Linked DNA regions of Mus musculus: all the other regions are linked to region 3. The links are chromatin contacts, called in public ChIA-PET, HiChIP or PLAC-seq and promoter capture Hi-C maps. All regions are on one chromosome and are shown on one strand. Each heading gives the region's core, a stretch centred on a gene start, on an enhancer-like site or on the middle of the called end of the contact. The rest is flanking DNA. Distances are from core to core; before and after follow the strand shown.

Region 1 (2,700 bases), core at 79-2,578, 860 kb before region 3:
GACTTTGTAGATATTCTGGCTACCCAGAGTCTTAACATAAAATTCACAGGATCAGAATACTCTATATGGTATTTTTTTTTTTTTATCAATCCAATCCTCTGTGCTCATTAGAAAATTGGTGTAGATTCAAGTACAGTTGGATTAAATTCATAGTAATTATCTTTTAACTGGGCCTTTTCAATACCAATCCCTAAATCCATATTAGTGAGCTACTCTAATCCATATACATGTGCATCAAGCATCAATTAATCATGTCAAGGAATAGATGTATTTCCTCCTATTATTTAAACAAAACAAAAGAAAATTTTCTGAAGCTAAGGGAGGAAACTAAGAAAGTGAAGGCCTACCAGCTGTGCTGAGTTGTGGCTGCCTGTGTGAAAGGCTGGAAATCTGAAGGCGCCCGTAGAAAAGGCTAGAAAGAATGAGCTGGGACCTAAGAGCAGCCAACCTATGTTGCTGTCACTTGATTAAAGTATGGATCTATTCTAGTGGCTGGTGGTTCAATGACAACATTTTCTGAAAGAAAAAAAACTGATGCACACTCTTACCAGATATTTGTATCTATTCTGGATATGAGAAGCAATTTATGACATGAAGGGGCCTTATAGGAGTCATCAGGCAGAATAACAGATACTAGACGTCTCACTTGTTTGTTTTGTGGTATTGAGGATCAAAACCAGGTTTTGACACATGCCAGCAACCATGTTACTATTCAGCCACACCTAACATTTATCCCACCACCCGTTTCCCAGACTCTCTTTAAAAATAATCTTGGGACTGGGGAAATACCTCAGTGGTTAAGAACAAGTGCTGCTCTAGCAGAGATTTTGTTACCAGCACAAACGGGAACTGCCACTTGCAACTCCAGTTCCAGAGTATCTAATGCCCTTTTGACCTTTGCAGGTACCAAGCATGCATGTGGCACACACGTATACATACAATCAATGCAGTTATAAACATAAAAGAAATCCTTTAAAAATTGCTTAAGTAACTGATGAGCCAGGCTTGGTAACAAATGCCTGTAAGTAGGAAGTGGAAGCAGGAGGGTCAGGTGTTCAAGTTTCTCCTCAGCTACACAGCAAGTTCAAAGCCAGTGTGGGCTACAAACAAAATGTGTGATGGTTAATCATCATTGTCAACTTATTGGAGTTGGAATCTCCTATGAAGCATCCCTCTCCCAGAAATGCCTGGGAAAATCCCCAGACAGGCTTAATTGAAGAGAGAAGACTCATGCTGACTGTGGGCTGCACAATTAACTAGACTGAGATCTGACTACACAGGAAGGAAATGGGAAAGGCAGTGGAATGTCACTCTTCATCTTTTTTTCTGTTTCCACACTGTAGATGTCATGTGAGCAGGAACCTCACAGTCCTGCTGTCAGGCCTCCCCTGCCTTGATAGGCTGTGTTCTTCTAACTGAGCCTAAACAAACCGTCCAGCCTTGCATTGCTTCTTGTTAAGTACTTGGTCACAACAGTAAGAAGAGTAACCAAGAAGAAATGAATACATTATTGTTAGGAAGCCACTAAGGTTTTAAAATGGAATAGCAGGCCTGAGGATGTAGTTCTATAGAAGGACTACATGCAAGAGACCTTAGAGTCTTTTGATCCCTAGAACTGGTAAAAAATAAGATAATACAAAGTTGTCAGAAGGCTAGGCTGACTAACTCCATGACAGACTTTGAATATTTCTCTGTTTCCAAGAACTGGGCAAGTCCAGGCAAGTCCAGGCCTCAGAAGCTGCCCCACCACCTGGCCTGAGGTAAGGACAATAGGTCAGCAGCATTTTCCAACCAGCCCCCATGCCCGCCAGGGAAATGGAATGTCCTCAGAGATAGAGCCAAGATTAAGATAGAGGGGCCAAGTTTGCTGACGTCTTTCCTTTCACAGTTCACCTATCACATGCCATTTTCAAGGGCATGCCTGCAATAAGAAACAGTGAAATGACAAGACACTCCTCAAGTCTCTGTGATGTCACAGGCTTCCTCCAAGCAAAGGATTTGTGCAAAGTACAGAACTCATTAAAATGAGTGTGGATGAAGAAGAGTGGAGAGAGCCCTGATTTAACATTTAAATGTTACTTCATTATATTTTATTACCAGAAACTATGTGGAGATTGTCAGCTACAACTAGAGTTAGTTACACTAAGCCCACTGAATTTGGCAGAAGATCTATCCTTGAGCTTTCGTAAGCCTTTAAACATATGGAATTGCTACCCAAACTCCTTGGACAGTGAGGTATACCTGTATTTCCTTAGCTACTGTCATTGAAAAGTAGAAGACAGACATCATTAATAATTATCCATTTTCTTCTCTATGCCCAAAGGCTTCAGGATATACATAAAATTATTTCTGATGGAAGTTTGTATGACAAACCTTTAGCTCAAGGTTAAATATCTTGGTGATAACCTGAAGTAAATGCCATCATTTGAAATATGTGGAAAAGATGAAAAAATTATTTTTGTTTTATATTTCCACAGTTCAGTTTTCTCTTTAAAGGCTTCAGTCAGAACTGATCCCTGTAACCGCTTCTCCTCACTGGAGCTCTGCTACATAAGAAGCCTTTTGACTTTCTAACACAAATCAACAGAATGACATCAAGCAACACTAACTGAAGAAGGAAGTGTTCAACATACAGTCGGGATCTAAATGGGCCTCTTACATTTACCCACAATCTCTACGGTGATGTTTCCAAGATAAAAA
Region 2 (2,803 bases), core at 298-2,797, 780 kb after region 3:
GTAGGTAATGAATCTGTATTGGAATGGAAATCTATTTTAATATGTAGGTATCATTTGGTTCTGTCTTTGTTGTTAAACAAATCTTTAAAAAAAAAAAACTTGATTTAATTTTAGGCATCATGAGAAACACTCTAGACACTAAAAAAGAACATAAAACCAGTCCATTTTCCCAAGGGATGAGATAATAACATGACTAAATCTATCATACTTAATTGCCTGCAAGAGATAAATACTTAGAGGTCAACAGGATGGCTCAATGTCCTTAAGCATCTGCCATCAACCTCAGTGAGATGAACTCGGTCTCTGGTGCCCCACGTGTTGGAAGAGAAGTGACTCCCACAGGTTGTCTTCTGACTGCCACACATGAACAGTGGCATTTGAGCCACTCCTACATAGAATAACTAAATAAATAAAATATAATTTAAAAGTGTTTTTAAAAGAGTTAAACAATAAGAATGGGGGCCCTCTGTACATGTTTACAAGAAAAATTGACTTTAGAAGAAACCTAAATAGAGTGAGTTCATTTCAGACCAAGTGCCCAACTTGGCTCATTACAGGGAAGTAGAATCAAAAAATGTCACTGCCTTTGATTAGGTGAATATACTGCTGCCTCTCTCTTCTTGTCTCACAAAATGCCTGAGATGAAAAATATATAACAAAAATATGAATTGAGGGCCAGGAGAGATGACTTAGGAGCTCAGAGTACTTGCTGCTCTTGTCCTTGAACCCAAGTTCAATGACCAGCACCCATATGGTAGCTCACAACGCTCCATAACTGCAGTTATAGAGGAATCCAGTACCCTCTTCTGAGTTCCAAAGGCATTGCATACATGTGGCACACTTACATATATAAAGGCAAAATACTTACACACATAAAACATAAAAATTTAAAAAATCTTTACAAAGAAATACCAGTCGAGACCCTTAAAATAAATAACACCCCCAACACACACGCACTGTGCAAGTATATGATTTTGACATTATTACTTGATAAGCTTATCATAGAAAACTCATGCTTGGAGAATCTTGCTGGTTATTTTGACATTAATTTCTGGCCAACATCTCCTTCCTTAATTTCTCTCTGTACGAACAGGTAATCGAGATACCCACCAATTCATGGAACCTCTAGTTCACTTTAAGACCGGAGTATCCTGACCTTTGATTATGTGATTATGTTAAAGCCCTGGCACAGTCTTCCTCTTTCTCTTCCTCCACTTTTCCTATTCTTAAAGAGATAGGTGACTTTCCTCTTTCCTACTCAGCGAACATCATCCACAAACAACTGTTGAAGACCTACATCTACTCAAACACTGCCGGGAGACAGCTGTTGGAAAGATTACCACCCATGCTTTTAAGGAGGACATGGGCTAATTCTTAATTCAATTCCTAACTTTTTGATGGAGACATACAAGCACACTTTAAAATATAATTGTGTCAATTTTTAAACATATGCACATAGACATTTCATACTGTAATATTACATGTGGTATGCTTTCTTCTGGTATCTTCTCTTTCATTTTCAATGATGCAGCATGTGACTCACTGCCGTCACTTCACAGTCAAGTACTGTGTCTTGACTTACGGTTTGGAAAACACTCTTGCTGAAATACGAGCAGTCATGTAAATGAGTAATTACATGACAACTGTACTTTCTATTGTTCATTGAAGTATCTATGGGACTCACATTACCTAGTTGGTGAAAGGTTTTGTGGTGGTAGAAACCATGATCTGTATCTCTCAGTATTCTTTCTCTACTCCGCACACATCCCTGGTGTAGTGTCTTGTATAGAAAATATAATGAGTAGATAATTGTTGATAACAGCCATATATTGTCATTGAATATGTTAATTGAGGGCTCTGAGAAATAGATCTTAGGGTTAGTGTGTTTAGGGAGATTTATGAGAGTCAAAGCCAGTGGGATGGGATACAGAAGAAGGTAGAGAGAGCATGCAGACTATGACTGCAGGCTTAACAACCGAGAAGGGGCAGAAGAAGAGAAAGAGAAAGAAGTGAGAAAGATCTTTGAACTGGAAGGAACACAGTTATGGTAAAGCCCCAGTCTAACTGACAGGCTGCTCTCAAGCCAGACTCTTATGGGGCAAGTACTTCACCTTACTTGGAATGCATCTGCCTTAATAGTCTCTACATGGCTCATCAGTGGCTGGGAACTGCTTGCAAGCCTGAGCATGCACATGCAAGGGAATCCTGAGAGCAGCAGTAGAGTTAAAATCTCTGTAGAGGTCTTGGTATGTGCTCAGGGCCACCACAGCATAACAGTGCTCTTCTTACAGACTAAGTTTCCTTTTAAGGTTAGAGCAAGTTGGTTAAAAATAAACAACAAGACGGATGCACCGTGTTCCTGCTTTGACCTTGTTCTGGTCCCCCACCCCCATCCCTCCTAGGCTGTAGAATCAAGTCTCCTTTGTCCTTTCTGCCCCAGGAGAAGCTTTAGGATACTATTATTCCAGTTAGTGTCCCACAGGGATGAGAAGAGGGTGAATGTTCTAGAAAATAAGTAAAGGGTGACCCATGAAAAAAACTGCTGACACCAGCAAGTGTCTGGGGAGAGTACTGTAGCTTCAATTGTAAATGCCTCACAGAGGCCTGTTTGTTAAAAGGCCTGGTCTCCAGAGTGGTAGTGATTGTGAGACATTGAAAAATGGGGTCTAATGAGAGGCCTTGAGGTCACAGAGGGATGTATCCCTGGGCAGGATAAAGGACTCCAGACCCTTCTACAACACTTTTGCTTCCTGGCAATGAGATGAGTAGTTTTGCTCTGGTGTGTGTTCTACCCCATGCTATA
Region 3 (2,700 bases), core at 179-2,678:
ACTTGGGAGATACTGGCAGGTGGATCTCGGATTTTGAGGGCAGTTTGGTCTACATAGCACGTTCCAAGACAGCTAGGACTGCATAATAGTTCTTGTTTCAAAGCAAACAAACGAGCAAAGAAACCCAAAAATCCCTAGACAACACAAAACAACACAACCAAATAAACGAAGTTGCTATTTTCTGACATTACTAGTTTCGATTTACTTGAAACAAGAACGATTAATTCCAAGCAGGATTTGTTAAGGTTTGTGAATAAATAATCGTAAACGATGCACTGTTAGTAGAAGCTTAATTTCAATCACTGAAATCAATGTTTCATATTCTTAAAAAGGCTTACCTGCGCATTGGCTTTCCTTCCCTGCACCATGAAAAGTATCCTTCACCGTGTTCTAAAGCCGTACCTTCAACAAGAGAGAAGTAGTAGCTTACTAAAAACTGTTCGAGTTCTCCAGCAACTTGTATAATCACTTCACTCATTTCGTCTGTAATCAGGAATCTTACATCCTAATGTAATCTTTGCGTAGATGCGCAATCATAATGTAATGCCTTTAAGAGGACTATCACTAACTAAAGATGCTAAGGTGACAGATTATATGTGAATGTGAGGGTGACTGGGAAAGCAGTCAGGATCAAAATAGTCATGATCGCTAGTTGGTGTTTTCTGCTCAAGAAGCACCTGGGGAGTTTTTTGATTTTTTAACTTCACCATCAAGTATATTTGCAGAGTAATCACTTGATACCAGCAGCAGTACTAATTTAGTGACTCGGATAGGAAAAGCATTGTTTTAGCACTGAATCCGAAGGTTGTTAACTTATTCTGAAGTGACAAGCAGGCCGGAGGCGGTTGCCTTTAAAAACAACTCCACTTCCGACCAGCCCAGCCCGGGCAGCTTGAACAAGGGCAGGGAAAGTAGTTCTAGACTACAACTCTCCCAAGCTCTCGTCTTAGTCGCCGAAATATTGTTCACCGCCAGGATCTTGCTGGCTTCCAGAGAGAAAATGGGAGGCAGAGTGCTCGCTCCCTTAGAATTCCAAGTGAAGCTGTCCAGGATGCGGAGTCCTGCGTCCCCAGCAAGCATTGCACAGCCTTGCCCTGGCTTCAAGACACCTCGGGCAGCCAGCAGCAGCGCAGCCTGGAGCCCTGAAAGGCCCGACCGAGGAACCCTACCGTCCCTTAGAGGCACGACTGACAGGCAGCCTAGAAAGCACTGCCCTGACCCCGCCGGGCAGTTCGGCAAGTTGAGCTCATAGATCTGCAAAGCGAGACCTAGGGCTCTGTTCTCCATCCCGTGCTCTAGAGCTCTGACTTACTGGCTTTGACACTTTTCTCTCTGCGGCACCCTCTCTGCCTTCTCCGCCCTCTCTGCCTCCACCTCTGGAGCCGCTAGCGCAGGCAGGATGCGGCTCCTGCAGCGATTTCCTTTCCCTGCACCCGCCCAGATCCAGAAACAGGAAGCGGTCCGATGGCTAAATCCTTCCCACGGAACTGCACGTGTTCGGGCAAGTAGTTCCGTCATGGCTCCGGAAGTAGCTGTGCCTTTCGCTGAGCGTTTCCCAGGACTGGTACCATTAGTCGATCTGACTTTTACAATATACTTAGAGAGCAACCAAATAAAATATGTATGAGGTGAGGGTTTCATTTTTGAGTATATAACTAAAAGTCTGTTGCTGATGTATTGAAAACTATACAAGGCTATTATTAACCAAAATTTCTTTAGCTGAACTTTATTTGACATCTATAGACTCTGTGCAGTTGTTTTTGATAGGAAATATACCTCATATTAATAAACTTGTAGTGGGAATGATTGGTCTTTAAATTCAACTTCTAATTCTAGTTCTATGATACACTTTGTCATTTGGCCAAGTTTTTTCTTCATATGTACCAGTGATATATAAGTAAATAATATATGTACTAGTAACAGCTATGGATACCCCATTTATTATCAAATACTTAGCATATAACATTGTGTATTAGTTTATCAGTTCTAGTATCTCTCTTATTGAAGGATTTATTACCATTTTTCCAAATGGTGGTAGCATTATGTTTCAGATAGTGCCATTCCAGTCGGTACCAAAGCGTTATGTAACTTACAAAAGGGTAAGGGTATCTACGGAGCATAGCCTGTAAGGGTTAGAGCCACAACTTGATGCCGTGTACAATGGTTCTAGATTCTGGCCACAATTATATTATATCTTCCTCCAGAAAGGTTCAAGGATTCTCGTTGGTCCATATTATTGGTACTTTCAACTTTAATTTTTTGCCAATCTGATGGGTATAAAATAGTTTAGATGTACATTTTTCTGATCCATTGAAATGGCATCTTATATGTGCACCTCTCAGGTTTCTTTTGTGTAGATTGTCTAAAAGTCATCTTCAAAGTGACTCAGATTCTTCCAAAATATGAGTCATGATTTTAATTCTTTATAGCTATACAGTTCTATAGCAAGGGAGTTATAAAAACATTAAGGAATGCTAGTAACTAAAATGGGCTTTTAAGCCAGGGTGAAAGTAATATTTCCTATTCTTAACCCATTGATTCCTTCTTAACCTACTACCCACTGTAAGCTGGCTTGTGCTTCAACTACTCTGTTTCTTTTTAAAGGGGAGGAGTTCAGTGTGAATCAGCTCTTCATATTTATGCCAATTAACAAAGTATACATAAAAATAAACATATGAAAAAACTGGCATTTCCAATTAT
Region 4 (2,734 bases), core at 13-2,512, 590 kb after region 3:
GTGTTCTACTTTTTGAGCAAAAGGACTCGTTATGGTGATTTTTTTTTTCCTAAGCAAAACATGTTTGTTTAACATGGATTTACACCATGGTTAGGGAGGAGAAAGTAGAAATGACCATAGTAGGTTTTTGTTTAATGTTCTTTTTTAACTGGAGGGGGGGGAAGAAAGGCAGAGAGACACAGAGAAGAAACACACTGAATGTTCTGGAAGAACACTGCCTACTAGCATGCTTCCACTCTCTTGATCTCAGTCCACATTCTCCTTGAAGCAGGATGATTTAAAATCACAACCCAATACTTTCCTGCTTGAAATTTTTTAGAGGCTTCAGGAAAGCCAGACACCTTCCCCAGACACTGCAGTCTCTGCCCCCTGTCTCTGGCCCCTGCCCCTGCCCCTGCCCCTGCCCCTGCCCCTGCCCCTGCCCCTGCCCCTGCCCCTGCCCCTGCCCCTGCCCACAATGTTCTACATGTCCTAATAATTCTTCAGGACCTAAGCATCTGCCTAGCCTTCTCCATGAGTCTGGCGTTGTTGATGTTTTGTTTTGTTTTGTTTTGCCCGTCTTAACTACAATTGCAACTCCTCAGAAGACCTTGTGAGTACACTGACTGAAAGCAAGTACAGTTATTCTCCATTGGAATTAAAATAAGAACTTAGTAATGCCAAACTTCAGATCTGTACTCTCAGTGGCAGTAAGTTCCACTCGTGGATTAATCCCTTGTGCCCAGCCTCACTCATTGTTGTCTGCGACAAAACTGGATGCCTTCTATACATCAGCTCGTCTTCTGACATTCTAGAAATGTCATTTCTAAAAATGTTTGCTTTTCTTATCAGTGCCTAAACAGACCCAGCTCTAACACCAAGGACCTTTGAAACATGAATTTTGTGTTCTGCCTCCACTCCTGGACCCTCTTCAGGAGGCGATCCTTAATTTTTCATGTTTGTGTTGTTTCTAGCCAACTACTTCTTGCTTCAAGCTTTGTTATAGCTTGCTTATAGCATCTTTGAAAGAGCCTTGAATATTTTCAAATATTGAAGTACAAAGCAAATAGTTAAATACTATGTCAAACACAGTTCTCACTAGACCATGTGTCTATGACTATCAGATCGGTTATAAGCTGACAGGAAGAAAGAAGGGAGAGAAAGATGTTTCCTGTTCTGGGAGCCTGTGCCTCATGGTCAGACTCTCCCATTAATAAAGCTCCAGCAGTCACCGCCCAGCCCACTCCTACACTGAATCACTATCTGCACTGTCTCGCAGCAATGCCGTGGCCATTTGACTGAACTCTTTCAGCTGGGATCTGTCTCGCTCTGTCAGAGCATGGGGCCCAGGTCTGAACAGTGACCATGTGGATGTCATTCCAATGAATCCCATAGACCAGCAGCTTGCACTCTGACTGCCTACCCTGACCATATACTATCTGTAGTGCTGAATTTGTATTCTCCCTAAGTAGACAGTCAGTCTCATAAGAGGATTCCTGTTACTGACTTCCTTTGAGTCTCTTGAGCGTGTCACAATAATGGGGACATTGTAATTCATCACTGGGTGCTTGCAATTATTACAAATTCCTGATTTCTGCAGCCCATTCAACAGAAGTTTAAAAAATAGCAAAGGTTAGAGGAAAAGGCTTCTGGTCTAATACAATCTTACTATGTCTGTAGGAAAGGCTCACTGGGAGACCAGAAAAGACACATGGGACTGAGCATGGGACACTTAAGGGAGAAGAAAACAGGGGTGTGGGGGAAAGGCTATTGCTCCCAGGGGAAGATGGGTAGCCTTGAACAAGGAAAACTAGAAACCCAAGAAGAACAGCAAAGGCCATTGGCTGTAAATGTAGAGAGAACAGAAAGGAAAAGAAGAAATTAGCATTTGCTGTTCACCAGTGCGAGACAAAATGTTGAATGCTTTATATATCCCAAGATGCTAACAGATCTCAAATTGTCCATAAACTATAGAACTGAGAACTGAGTCCCAGTCTACCTAGCAAGGAAGTCTCCAGTTCATAAATAAATATAAAGAGTTCAGATAGTGATAGGAATAGAAGAAAATATGTCTCATGATAGAAGGGCTTTTAAAGAAAAGAGGGAAAGAGAAGATAGAAAGAGTGTCAGGTTGAAAGGTTAGGAGCAGCAAATCTGTGTGGAGCTACGAGGATGGGGGACTTAAGACACTAAACAAGCCCACAGCAGACATGGTAATCCATATTTTAAAGTCCTGGTCATTTTTTTCTAGTCTAAGAAACAATTCACTGCATTCTCATAATTAAGAGAATTTGTTGTGTATTTTTAATGCAGGGTCTTACTGGGTATCTCTGGCTAGCCTACGAGAGCAGGCCAACCTCAAACTCAGAAATGTGCCTGCTTCTGCCTCTTCAGTACTGAGACTCACAATGTAAGCTCACAAGCCTGAGAACTTAATTTTAAGTTCCCTTGATTTGTTCACGGACTGGTTCATAATGGAATATTCTCAGGAAGGAAGAAACCACATGTAAAACACATTCCATTTTAAAAGAATGACCCACGAGAAGGGTGAAGAAGTAAGCCACCGACAGGAAGGAAATGTGTGCAAAAGCACCACTATAATAAAGGAATCACACTCGATTCCTCACTGCTCCTCCAAAGCTTCGACAATAAAAAACAAGTCGGAGCTTTTAAGTGGGCAAAAGATCTGAACGGATACTCTCCCAAACATGATAAACAGATGAAAAGTACATGAAAATATGTTGATTATTATATT
Region 5 (2,819 bases), core at 167-2,666, 890 kb before region 3:
TCTAGCAGACTGAGGGACAGAGGAAAGGTCTTGCTAGCCATTTGTTTAGTTAGGGCAGAGCTGACTTGTACATTCTTGTTATTACTAAACTGGTGATCTTTGTTTCAGAAACAGACTCACTTGTGCGGATGTCTGATTACCCTTGCTACAGAGACTAGTAGGACAGCTTTCGCTTTTACAGTGAGTGCTCAGGCATGGCGAAATCTCAGAGGTTTGAAATGAATGTCCTACTACTGGATACATCAAGAAGCATTTGCTTCACGGGATTATCAATAATACTAAAGAAGATAATATGTGTAAGTCATTATGCATACTGCTTACTTAGCGTACAGAGAGTAATCACTAAAAACCTATTTGCTTAAACATTCTCTAGGCTTAATACAAATGACCACATAATGTTCACTTTCTTCTTAGCTCATCATCTTAAGACAATTAATAGGGAACAAATGACCCAGACTTTCCATGTCGCCCTGCTTCCCTGAGACCAGGCTGAACTCGCCCTGACTGAATGGGGACTTCCGCAGCTCCTGATCTTTGCCACATGCTTCATTTATGACTTCTATCAACTTCCACTGGACCAGGATGAATGGAATCTATAGCTGAAAGGGACTAAATGGGTTTCTTTTTCTACCTTCTATTCCCTCTGCTCCAAGCAGCCTGATTTGGTTTTGTTTGTTTGTCTTCATTTTCAAAGTCAATTTAGGGGTTGGGGATGTGGTTCTGTGGTAAAGTAATTGCCTAGCACGGCCTGAGTTCTGGAGTTCAATCTCTAGCCCTTGGCAGAAGAAAAAAAATCTGATTTAGTGCTGGTTCCCACAGCTTCATCCTGCCCTATTATTATTATTCTCCATAGTATTTAGGTCTTATCTCCCATTTAAAAACCTTTGAGTTGGGGCCGGGAGATCTGTATTGGGAAGTCATGCTGCTTTTGCAGAGGATCCACATTCGTTCCCAGCACCCACATGGCTGCTCACAAAGGTCCCTAACTATAGTTTCAGGGGATCCGACTCCCTCCTTTGGCCTCCTCAAATACCAGGCACAATCTTAAAAACACATTAAAATGAAATTAAAAGCTCTGAGTCACACAATTAGTTGTTTAAATTGGGAAACTAAAAAGTCATAGCAGAGACCATTTTAAGCCATCCTTCAATTTTAAGCTGATGACATTATCAATGAATTTGTATTTAAATCCTATAAAAATTCAGTCAGCCCACAGGCATCAATGATTTACTGTCTGAGACTCATCTAGGGTTTTCTGACCTGGGCCTATCTATTATGAACATTTTCACTTTAGGAAGCAGACTGCAGAGGAGATTTCAAAGTGTACATGACCGCTTCCATCCTAGTACTCATCTCTGAAAATGCTTGCAGAAGAAAACAGGAAGTCCAGAGACTGTCAGCACTGCTGTGAGGAACCAGGGAAGCCAACCAAGCAGAAGGTTTCCTGGAGACAGTTACCAGGTAATGAATACACACTACTTGTCTTAGGTTATTCGAGCTGTGATAAAAACACAGTGACCAACTGAAGCTTAGGGAAGAAGGGGTTCACTTCAGCTTACACTTTCAGGTAGCCATCCATCACTGAGGAAAGTCAGGCCAGGAGCTATTAGGGAAGGGCTTCTATATCCTGACTTGCTAAGCCTGCTTTCTTTATACAACTCAGGACTACCTGCCCAAGGGTGGTACCATCCACAATGAGCCATACCCTCCCCTGCACCCCACACACACACCCATCAAGAAAATGTGAAATACGCTTGACCCCAGTCAATCTGTGCTAGGCATTTTCTTGACTTAGGTCCCCTCCTCCTAAATGATTCCGGCTTGTGTCAAATTGATCCAAAACTAGCTGGCACAGAACCGAAGGGCTTTCTGAATTCCTACATCTTCTCCAAGAGGTAGACAGGTTTTATACCTACAGACTGATAAAGAGCTGCCCAGGGTAGAACAGTCAAGACTCGAACCAGGGCACTGTTCAACAGTGCCTTCTGTTGTCTTCCTTGTTTTGTTTAATGAGACAGGCTCTTAGGTGGCTCAGGGTAACTATGAGGCTGAACTCCCAATCTTCCTCACTCAGCCTCTTAATTGCTAGGATTAAAGCTATATACCTACATACCTGGTCCTACACTTGATCTATGCTCTTTATACACAGTTCTACATGTCACAGACGAGAATTATGGCTGTAACAGAGAGGTGCCTCCAAATGTCAACGTGGCATTAGTATGCTCTTGCTGACTAATATTTTTAGGTAATTATTCTGGCAGCTCTTGGTGTAGGAAAATTACTGATAAAGGATTTAAAAAAGTATGTCACACAAGTTGTTTGGAACCAAGCCAAACCTTTCTCGAGACTTGCATTTTCCACTCTGTAATTAGCACAAGCTGTCCCCTTCCACCTGCCACCCACCCAGTATCTATACAGCAGCTCACTGTGTGAGAAGGCACAGGGGAAGTAGGGTATGCCTTCAACTCCAGCATTTGGGAGGAAGAGGCGGGTAGATCTCTGGGACTTCTAGGACAGCCTGGTCTACATAGTGAGTTCCAGGACAGCCAGAACTACATAGTGAGAACTCAGCTCAAAACAAAACAAAAACAAAAAACAAACAAACAACAACAACAACAACAAAAAATAGAACAAATAAACCAAGAGAAATGAACAGAGCTAGCACCGTGGCCCTCACCCCCGAAGGAGCTGTTGCAGCATCATTTCTATACAGTGAAGGACAAACTCACCTGATCCAAGTCATTCCGCAGAGCAATTTTGCTTGTCACTAGTTCATGGGCAAGGTCATCATTTTCTTGTTCCAACCTCATGCTGGCCTC
Region 6 (2,807 bases), core at 152-2,651, 600 kb after region 3:
TTAACCTCTGAGCTATCTCTCCAGCCCTCATCCATATTTTTGTAATCCTTGCAAGTAATGCAATGCAAATAATATTCATCAAGATCCACTTATGCTCATCATCACGGAAGTCACAACATTCAACCCACCAGTTATTGCTAATGGGGTGTGTGTGTGTGTGTGTGTGTGTAATCATGAATATTTTGAAAACCGTATTTCAATATAACTGGCTCCTTTGTAACCCTGCACTTTGCTCTCTATGAGGCACTGTTCTGAGGAAAGGTTTTTGAGCTTCATCCCATTACCAACAGCTCCTCGTCAGCTTGACATAGTTTCAGTGAGTAGATTTTTCTAGAATTTTCTAGCCATTTGGTCACTTCTCACAGTGACTCTAGACTCTCCCCAGCAAGTCCATACCTGTAATCTAGACTTCATGCCACACCTGGTAATCAAGACTCCCACCAAGACTCCCACCTAAAACAACACGCACCGGGTGCTTATACAATGTGAGTTTGACACCTTATAGAAAGAGGTTTACGGAGCTACCACCTGCCGGATCTCGCACGGCACAGCGGTTTCGTATGTCCCTCTGCTAAACCTAGTGTGCTCCAGCATATGCTACTGTGTAGTTCCTAAGGACTGCCAGTGACAGGCCAAGTACCTGAAAGTAGTGGGAAATTCTCCTTTGTGAGGTAGGAGCAAGTTTTATACCCTTACAAAATGCAGAAGTCTTGAATAGCTGAGTGGTTAATTACTGTCTCCTCTCCCCCACCCCCCAACCTGGCTGCTCTTTGTCTCTTTCTCTCTTGCCTTCCAACATAGACTCTGCAAGGCATAGGCAGCAAAGATTCGTCAGGGCTGGATTGATGGAGAGTATGATCTCTTGCTCCTTCTCAGCATCAGGTGGGTTTAACTCTTAAAGAAAGAACCACAGTCTGCCCGAGGTGGTCCTGCCATGACTCAGACTCCAAGGAGCGATGTTAAATTGAAATTCTAGAACAGACATGCAAATAGGTTTCCTCTTGAGTGCCCAGCATCCCTGTGTCACCCGTGGGAGTCGCTGGCCGAAACGTAGAATGAGAAGAATCTCAACAAGAAGAAATGCCACAGTGAACTGACAGTGCTCATCGAGGCTATGAAGGTGACGACATACGTCACAACGTGTCATTTACATGCTTGAGGAAAGCATAGCAGCTGCCAGAGGAGGTGCCACCTACGTATTTTCATGAAAAAAAAAAATCACTGGAAGGGGAACCATGAAAGAAAGCTAGACCCCAAGAAACCTTCTGTTTACTGGCTGGCTCTTCACACTCAATGGGCCTCGAAGATGTCACCCGTTCTGGTCAAATGGCTCAGTATCATGAGCTTTCTAATAGGCAAGAGACTTAAAAGCATAATGACAACAACTAACCCACTTGGAAACGCCCTTGTCATGACTAGCTGATCAAATGAAACTCTGAGTCCTTTTCTAGACCGCATCAACAGTGTCACTCACGATGGGCAAAAAGATCTCAACAGTTCACCTTAAAAAAAAAAAAAAAATTACCCATAAGACCCAGAAACCAGCGACTGCTCTAACGCAAGCACTCCGGCACCGGTGGCCTCAGCTGCTTCGTCTTTCTAGTCATAGTGCCCTTTTGAGCAAGGGTCACTCTTACTCCTAAGAGGAAAGTCGATCTGACTCACTTTCAGAAACTGAAAGCACACTGTGTCCACAAGAGCCGGGACGCTTACTGTAAAACCACAAAACCACATCAGAATTCTTCAGCTGCTCAGGAAGGAAAAGAGTCAGTGGGCCGAAAAAAAACCTCATCCAGACTTCTCCACACTTCGCCCTCCAGAGGACTCACGGGCTTTGCTAAGAGACTGGGAGCCAAGAACAGATTTCCGCAGCCAGTGTAGACTGGGCCTCCGGCTTCTGTTACTGAAAACAGGAGACAATGGCCCAAGGCTCCTTCGGGAAGCAGCACAGCTTTGGTTTTATTGACTCTTCCCTCTTTCTTGTCATTTTCTTCCCCAAATATCCATCCCAGGTCTAAATGTCTGTTACTCAGTTAGTTTGTGCTAGCTGGTATGCCGAGATTAAGAGTGGGACTTTGCTCTGGATCGGGTTCTTTCAGGATTCCAATAGGATGCTTTAATAATTTTATTCTATGGTTGTGTGGAGAACAAACCCAGGCTGACACTTTCATTGGTGAGGTAGCAGGAATCATTGACATTAACAAGAAGGATAACGGATTCCTCTTGACTATCCACCCCTCTTCCCTCAACCCTTCCGGTCCACGACTCAGGGGGCAAAATCCGAATCTTGTGATTTCACGGTTTTCTGCTGCCACCTGGTGATGGCTTACAACCAAGCAGTGGTTCTCAATCTTCCTAATGCTGAGACCCTTTTACACAGTTCTTCACACTATGGTGACCACCTCCCAGCCATGAGTGTATTTCGTCGCTATTTCATAAATGTAATTTTGCTACTGTTGTGAATTGTAATGTAAATGCCTGATATGTAGGGTATCCGTGACCCCCCCCCAAGGGGTCGTGACCCACAGGTTGAGAACTAGAGTTTCCGCAGCCTGAATTTCTGCCATCCTCAGGCTGGCACACGGGGAAGACAAAATGGAAGATCCCAGACCACTCTATAAGCACCCTGAACCCCCAGAGGAAGCCTGGTGGCAAGATTATAGGATAACCCTCACCTCTTTTCTCTCTCCTGTGTCTGCTTAGCCCAGGTAGTTACTACAGATGGAGGACGGGTGATAGAGGAGAGCCCAACTCTTCCCCATGCACCTCTAGAGAGACCGCAGAGGAAATCAGAAAAGAAAAGGTCT

Evidence for each region. Promoter capture Hi-C pulls out the DNA fragments that hold promoters and counts their contacts. ChIA-PET counts read pairs in DNA pulled down with a chosen protein or histone mark. HiChIP or PLAC-seq counts read pairs in DNA pulled down with a chosen protein or histone mark.
Region 1: a contact with region 3 is called in an H3K4me3 HiChIP or PLAC-seq map of bone marrow-derived macrophages, with 4 times the contacts expected there. The contact joins the enhancer-like site here to the promoter of Klhl20 in region 3. A contact is called at or near these places in 3 of 39 promoter capture datasets (the C10 cell line, hematopoietic stem and progenitor cells and liver), 2 of 115 datasets of contacts at active chromatin or transcription factors (both in bone marrow-derived macrophages) and 1 of 9 other capture datasets (liver).
Region 2: an RNA polymerase II ChIA-PET map of memory CD8 T cells shows a contact between it and region 3, with 9 read pairs. The contact joins the enhancer-like site here to the promoter of Klhl20 in region 3. A contact is called at or near these places in 4 of 39 promoter capture datasets (cranial neural crest, neural stem cells, neutrophils and 1 more) and 4 of 115 datasets of contacts at active chromatin or transcription factors (effector CD8 T cells, large pre-B cells, memory CD8 T cells and 1 more).
Region 4: a contact with region 3 is called in a promoter capture Hi-C map of the HPC-7 cell line. The contact joins the enhancer-like site here to the promoter of Klhl20 in region 3. A contact is called at or near these places in 5 of 39 promoter capture datasets (the 3T3-L1 cell line, the HPC-7 cell line, cranial neural crest and 2 more), 6 of 115 datasets of contacts at active chromatin or transcription factors (bone marrow-derived macrophages, effector CD8 T cells, large pre-B cells and 3 more) and 1 of 9 other capture datasets (liver).
Region 5: a contact with region 3 is called in a promoter capture Hi-C map of hematopoietic stem and progenitor cells, with 2.7 times the contacts expected there. The contact joins the enhancer-like site here to the promoter of Klhl20 in region 3. A contact is called at or near these places in 6 of 39 promoter capture datasets (the C10 cell line, hematopoietic stem and progenitor cells, liver and 2 more), 1 of 484 Hi-C or Micro-C datasets (B cells) and 1 of 9 other capture datasets (adipose tissue).
Region 6: a contact with region 3 is called in a promoter capture Hi-C map of pre-B cells, with 4 times the contacts expected there. The contact joins the enhancer-like site here to the promoter of Klhl20 in region 3. A contact is called at or near these places in 15 of 39 promoter capture datasets (the 3T3-L1 cell line, 3T3-L1-derived adipocytes, the HPC-7 cell line and 11 more), 2 of 484 Hi-C or Micro-C datasets (the MNK3 cell line and embryonic fibroblasts), 10 of 115 datasets of contacts at active chromatin or transcription factors (the 230-238 cell line, the NIH/3T3 cell line, bone marrow-derived macrophages and 6 more) and 1 of 9 other capture datasets (adipose tissue).

What each region holds. Positions count from the first base shown.
Region 1 is chr1:160,273,698-160,276,397 of GRCm38.p6, forward strand. All of the region lies in intron 19 of Rabgap1l (RAB GTPase activating protein 1-like), which reads right to left. Among named protein-coding and RNA genes, the nearest start is that of Mir1927, 21 kb to the right of the region's middle. Within about 2 kb of position 1,329, at least 23 of the 459 cell types and tissues checked have an H3K27ac peak or open chromatin away from gene starts, as enhancers often do. A contact at or near this core is called in bone marrow-derived macrophages, where this site is marked.
Region 2 is chr1:161,905,719-161,908,521 of GRCm38.p6, forward strand. The region is part of intron 2 of Gm31925 (a long non-coding RNA gene); the gene reads left to right. Among named protein-coding and RNA genes, the nearest start is that of Gm31925, 11 kb to the left of the region's middle. Within about 2 kb of position 1,548, at least 46 of the 459 cell types and tissues checked have an H3K27ac peak or open chromatin away from gene starts, as enhancers often do. A contact at or near this core is called in effector CD8 T cells, memory CD8 T cells and pro-B cells, where this site is marked.
Region 3 is chr1:161,130,051-161,132,750 of GRCm38.p6, forward strand. Klhl20 (kelch-like 20) reads right to left here and starts at 1,429. Exons shown (of 12, transcript NM_001039482.1): 1 at 1,313-1,429; 2 at 339-402. The coding sequence starts at 346.
Region 4 is chr1:161,717,184-161,719,917 of GRCm38.p6, forward strand. No RefSeq gene overlaps it. Among named protein-coding and RNA genes, the nearest start is that of Gm31869, 49 kb to the right of the region's middle. Within about 2 kb of position 1,263, at least 14 of the 459 cell types and tissues checked have an H3K27ac peak or open chromatin away from gene starts, as enhancers often do. A contact at or near this core is called in the HPC-7 cell line, where this site is marked.
Region 5 is chr1:160,244,730-160,247,548 of GRCm38.p6, forward strand. It overlaps a transcript of Rabgap1l not described here. Among named protein-coding and RNA genes, the nearest start is that of Cacybp, 33 kb to the left of the region's middle. Within about 2 kb of position 1,417, at least 104 of the 459 cell types and tissues checked have an H3K27ac peak or open chromatin away from gene starts, as enhancers often do. A contact at or near this core is called in B cells, adipose tissue and hematopoietic stem and progenitor cells, where this site is marked.
Region 6 is chr1:161,733,355-161,736,161 of GRCm38.p6, forward strand. No RefSeq gene overlaps it. Among named protein-coding and RNA genes, the nearest start is that of Gm31869, 33 kb to the right of the region's middle. Within about 2 kb of position 1,402, at least 158 of the 459 cell types and tissues checked have an H3K27ac peak or open chromatin away from gene starts, as enhancers often do. A contact at or near this core is called in the 230-238 cell line, the HPC-7 cell line, the MNK3 cell line and 5 more, where this site is marked.